Linked DNA regions of Hordeum vulgare: region 2 is linked to region 1. A link is a contact called in public HiChIP or PLAC-seq data. All regions are on one chromosome and are shown on one strand. The core of a region is the stretch at or near the end of the contact, and the rest is flanking DNA. Distances in the headings are between cores, read along the strand shown. Region 1 holds the start of LOC123426920 (probable cellulose synthase A catalytic subunit 1 [UDP-forming]). Region 2 holds the start of LOC123426925 (TPD1 protein homolog 1A-like).

The links. HiChIP or PLAC-seq counts read pairs in DNA pulled down with a chosen protein or histone mark.
Region 2: an H3K4me3 HiChIP or PLAC-seq map of embryo shows a contact between it and region 1, with 6 times the contacts expected there. The contact joins the promoter of LOC123426925 here to the promoter of LOC123426920 in region 1. A contact is called at or near these places in 2 of 6 Hi-C or Micro-C datasets (leaf and seedling) and 1 of 1 datasets of contacts at active chromatin or transcription factors (embryo).

The regions. Positions count from the first base shown.
Region 1 is chr1H:126,043,502-126,046,409 of MorexV3_pseudomolecules_assembly, reverse strand. It overlaps LOC123426920 (probable cellulose synthase A catalytic subunit 1 [UDP-forming]), which reads right to left and starts at 1,353. Exons shown (of 14, transcript XM_045110835.1): 1 at 908-1,353; 2 at 138-333. The coding sequence starts at 994.
Region 2 is chr1H:126,242,663-126,245,570 of MorexV3_pseudomolecules_assembly, reverse strand. LOC123426925 (TPD1 protein homolog 1A-like) reads right to left here and starts at 1,384. Exons shown (of 4, transcript XM_045110853.1): 1 at 983-1,384; 2 at 523-679; 3 at 1-40. The coding sequence starts at 667.

The DNA of each region.
Region 1 (2,908 bases), core at 104-2,603:
ATTTTATATGTCGAGCAACAAGCAACGACCAGTATACCACGACTTTGGCTCTCATATAAAGCAATCAGAAAGCAGACTTCCATATGCAATTCTCATCCAGATCACATAACAAATCAGCATGCTGTATAGAAACAAACCTTTCAGCCTCTTGTATCTAGTCTTGCACTGAGGACAGCATTTGACCCCATCCTTGCGTTCATACTCATAGCAAGGGCGGCAGACCGGGAAGGCGCACTCATTGCAGGCAACAAAGACATCACCGGTGGCCGAAACGCCAACAGTGTCACCACATATCTGGCAGCCCTGACCACCCGCGCCTTTTACCTCCTTACCCTGCATCGGTAACATCAAAACAAGGTCAGCACACACCCGTGTGAAATTACACAGCTTACTAGGAGAAAGCAATCCCCCATGTACCATAGTCGATCAGCAATTGATCATCTACTTGGCCTAAATTTGAAACTATGATCCAAACGTCGGGAATGGCATGAATTGCACGATGTTTAGGTAAGGTAGGTTCATCAGTGAATATGAAACGTGTGTGTGTGTGTGTGTGTGAGAGAGAGAGGGGGGGAGGGGAATGGATAACCCTGGCGCTGAACATCTCCCAATTGCTCCACCGCTCGTCAATTCCTCACATGAACGGGGCCACCATTGATGCACAGGGGGGATTCTTCAATGAATCCAACGGCACGAGCAACCCCGCAGATGCATACGTAATCGGGGGAAATTCGAGCTGTTACACCTAACACCGCAACCTAGATCCAGCGACTAGCGCGCGCACCAGATCCACCGACGCGCGGACACGCGCACCGCATGAACGAGACGTGACGAACAGAAATGGCACCGGCAAATTCAGGCACTGAAGCAGGCAGGAAGAAAGAGGGGGGAGGGGAGACAAACGTACCGGGGCGGGCGCGTCGCCGTCGTTGCGGATCATGACGAACTCATTGCGATTGTGCGACCCCGCGACCATCCCCCGGTTGGCCGCCATCTTTCGCTCCCCCGCCGCCCTCACACCCCACCGGCGGCGGTGACGAAGGCGAGAGAGAGAGAGAGGCCGAGCTGCCGCTCTAGATCCGAGAGGAATCGGTGGAGATCGCCACCATTCCAAGATACCCCCGCGCGTGAGCTCTCTCACAGCCCGCTGCTGCAATGCCGCCGCTGCTGCTGCTCCTCCTCCTCCACTCCTCTATCTTATCATGGCAAGGAAGAAAAAAGTGCTGTGCTTTGTCTCCTATTTCAGCGATTCCTGGAAGCCACCTTTGTGTGTGCGACTGTGCTCTGTGCACAGCGTGGGAGCGATGGAGTGTAAACAGCGCAGCTCGTGCTTTGCATTAAACTAACCCGTCTGGTAATCCGTTCTTGTCCCAATAATGGCGGTTGAGGCGCCGCTGTCAATGGCCGTCGGTGGCCTCTTTCTTTACTCCTCTGTCTCTGGTCTAACGAAATCTGATTGGGGGTCGGAATCTTCTGCCATCTCGTAGCTCCGTGCATGGAAAAGGATTTGAGATTTGTCATCACATCCCAACAATATTCATTCATTTATTTGTGATAGTGGTAGTATATCGTCGGTGACCCCTGCATATAATATTAAATTCAGATAATTTTAGAAAAAACAGGAATTTTGATATATCAAACATGGTGTCATTATACTCCCGCGTTTTTTTTCTTTTTTGAACTTTCTACTCCTGTTTTTAGTTTGGTGAAGAAAAGTAAAACATCGTATCATGGTGAATAAAATACAATCCAACCTATGGCCATCCAAACAGTTTTTTATACTTCCTCTGTTCCTAAATATATAATTTAGAGTGTACACTTAATCATTTTGCTTTATATGTAGATCTCTAATAAAATTGTTTAAAAGACTTATATTTAGGAACGAAGGGAGTACATAGTTTTTATTTTCACTTTTTACTGAGAACACTATGGATATTCTTCACGAAATTTCACACGGAAATAGATTAGACACCCAGATTTGATATTTTAAAATTCCATATACTTGTGAAATTTTCTACTCCCTCCGTCCCTAAATAATTGTAGTTGAGGTATTCTTTTAGATTTGATATTCATAGGGGAAGTGGCACCTGAGACAAAAGTGCCCTTCCGCTCCCGAGTTCAAATGAGCTTGATGAACAGTAAAATAAAATAAAATAAAATGAAATGAAATTTTTTAAACCAACATTAAAAAAGTTTTAAGTGTGTGCAAAAAATTGGCATGAAATAACACTTTTATAAGGCGTGACCAAAAAACAGAATCGATACTTTGAAAATTATTTCATGCCGAATTTTTGCATGTACTTAAAACTTTTGTCAATGTTGGTCAACAAAAAAATCAAAATCTTAAAAAAAAATATTGTTCACTTAGCTCAGATGCAAAAACTCTACGTCCCACCCAAGAGGCTCACGGCCACAAATCCTCTTCCTTTATTATGGCCGCAACACTACTAAGATTTTAATGTCACTTCAAAAGTATGCTTAAAATGCGCTTCTACTAACTATTTACCACACCAAAAAAATTTTACTTATGTGGACGCTACATCAGTGACGGCGTGAGGAAATGAAGGTTGGGTATTCATTCAAAAAATCCTTTAAATATAGTATATGAACCAAACAACACACAACTAGTAATATATGAACAAAACAACACTAGCATAACGGCATAGTAATATTCCAATGTATCACACCATAAAGACATGAATATGTAAGTACCTTTTGATTGATAAAGTGATGATATCCTTCTTACAATATAACTGTGTGGCCGCCTTTTTGGAAGAGATTGACGACATCTTCATCCTTCACTTGATTGAAAAAATCTCTCTCGACAAATGTAACTAAACAATTGTTTGAATATTCATCATCCATTTTGCTCCTTAGCTTATTCTTCACATACCTCATTGAAGAGAAT
Region 2 (2,908 bases), core at 135-2,634, 200 kb before region 1:
CCGGGGGTAGGGGCGGGAGCGGCGGGCGTCGGCGAGAATCCTGCAGCAACACACGGAGCCGGGGGAAAATCGTTAGCCCAGGATCCGAGTGCAAACAATCGATAGATAGAGTAGGACTGCGCGTGTGCTACAGTGCATAGATGGACAATGGACAGACAGGATGGGCCCGGACTTGAACTTGGAAAGTAAAGCCACCCGAAGTAGAAGGATCATCTTTGCAACAAACAAATTTCCAAGTTAATTAAGCCCCAGGATCTTAAAAAACAACGGAACCACATGGAGCGCAGGAAAAATTTGTTGCAACTTATCCGAGATCGATCCTTGGTAAAAGTACAAATGGCACCATGATAAGTTTTTCTTTTTTAATTTAGCCGAACCCATACGAGGGTTCAAATCGAAACAAAGGCCGTGTGATTTATGAAGGAGAAAACCAAAAATCCAGAAGAGTAGTACTACAACATGGAAGACCGTGGCAAAACAGAAACATGGAGAAAGGGAGAGTTGGCAGACAAGGTTAGCGACCTGCGTCGACGGAGGCGGGCGCGAGGGAGACGGAGTCGACGGAGGCGGACGCGAAGGAGACGGAGCAGAGCGCGGCGAGCAGCACGACAACCCACGCTGATCTCGCACGAGCCGCCGGCGCACCTGACAACGAGGACGCCCTCATCTCGCTGAGGCCCTGGGATAAGACGAACAGCAGAGGAGAACATGGAGATCAACGACGATACAGATCTAACAAGTCGAGATAACAGATGGCAGCAGGTAGGCATGGAGGAGGCAACAAAGCAGCAAGCAGCAGCTTCGCCACAGTCGGGCCTCGCTCCCCCGGCCTGGCTCGCCGCCATCGGCGCGCACCAATCGCTGCGCGCCTCGGCGGAGAACGCTGCGGCGGGACGCGCGCGCCCACGCCTCGGGGTTCACGCGCCACGCCACCAAATGGGTCGGGACCGGGAGGCGAGGAAGGATGACGGCGGCTGTGTACCTGGAGACGGGCTCGACGACGGTGCGGTGGTCGCCGGCGAGGAGTGCACGCGGCGGCGGCGGCGGGGGCGGCGGCTTCGCTGGGCGGCGTGGCCGGTGGGTACTACGTGCGGGGGAGTAGTAGTATCTGGTAGGGCTGGGCTGCCTCCGAGACGAAATAAATCTCCCTCGCACGTGTGGGGCAAGCCGCAAGCGGACGAGGAAGGGAATGTGGGTGATGCGGCGGTGGAATTGATAGAGACCCCTGTAGCGTGCGCGCCGCCAACAAGGGGAGGAAGGGGCTGGGTTTGGTTTGGATTTGGGCGCGGTGGCTCAGGCTGGTGGTGGAGGGAGGGACGGAGGGGAGGCCCAGGCCCCAGGGGACCAAACGAAAGCGATCCGGTCTGGCTTGCTTCTGGCCAAGGCAAAAGTGTGTCCTGCCGGAAGGAAAAGCTCTGGCCGTTTTTGGCGTCTTTGCTGGCTGCGAGAGCGCTTTCTTTCTCTGCTGCTTCTTTTCTTCTGTTGCTCCCTTCCGCTGTTTCGGGCTCCCACCTGCGCTCTCTTTCGCTTTGCTCCCTTCCGTTGTTTCGACTCCAGTTTCATTTTGAATCGTTTGGACTGGACGACGTACGCGGTGAAACCGGTCCGTGGATTTGCTAGAGCGGGAATGGTTTCTTTCTCAGGAATACGCAAGAGTGAAACAAGTACAAGCGGCAACTCACAAATCTACGTGCACAGTGAGCTCTAGAGGCAACTGATCTTTGGAGGTGGTGGAATCGCAGCACAAAAGAGTAACAGCTCTGAGCTCACTCACACCCCCACCCCCACCCGGCGCCGCTGGCCACTCCGGCCGTGGCGGCCACCCTCCAAGCACTTATGACCGGCCGGGGCAGGCCAACCCCCGGCGGTCCGCCGGCTCTCCCGGCCCCTCCAGGCGCCGGTCCGCGCGATGCCGCACCGCCCCATGGTCCGTCGCCTGCATCCCCTGCGTCGCCCCGGGTTCTTCATGGTCTGCTGCCGGATCCGGCTCCCATGCCGAGGCTACTGCTCCGAGGAGAGTGCTCCTATGCTGCAACCGACGGTCCGCCCCGTGCCTCCTCCCCAGCACCGATGGTGGACATGGGACGGGATCCGCGGGATCTGGCTCCATCACCTGTCCCACAGGAGTCCGGGCGCATTCAAGCCCCGCGCGTCAAGTCCATCATCGTCGACTCCTCGAGGGCCGAGGTTGCCATTTCGGGGCCGGATCCGGGCTGGACTGAGGTGGCCCGGCGGGGAAGCCGCCTGACACCGGCGGAGCCCTCGGTCCCCCGGTCTCTCCGAGGTACGCACCGGACGGACCGCCGCGGCGTCTCCTCTGCTGGTGGCCCGCAAGCTGCGCCGCACCTTTTAAATCCGTTCGCCGGCCGCTGTTTTCGTTGTCTTAGCAAGCGTCATTGCCTAGTTGCCTGCCACGACCCAGTACACTGCCTCATCTGTAGGCGAGCAGGGCACATCGCCTCTCGTTGCCCCCAGAATTGTAAGGCGAATAGCTCGATTAGGGATAGGTTGGGTCCGGCACCTCGCGCGATTCACCTGTCTGACCGCCTCCGGTTCCCTCCTCCACCCCCCACGACCATGGCTCCGTCGGCTCCATCCATGCTCCGCCACCTCGACCCGTCTCGGCGCCCCAGGGAGAGCCGCTCCACCACAGTGCTCTCCCCTGCTCTGGATCAGGCTGTGTTCTTCCTCCGCAGTCATGCCGTCACGCTTTCCGCAGCTGATGGGGTCAACGTATCCTCGCCGATGGCTGTGGGGAAGGCACTGGAGGCCCAGCTCTCCGTGCTAGTGCACTCCTTGCGGGTCACGGCTCACCACCCCGAGCACTTCTTCGTCACCTTCACGCAGCCAGCTCACCAGGTGAACGCCGTGCGCCGGGGCTCCATCCGCGTCGACGGCGCCTGTTTCA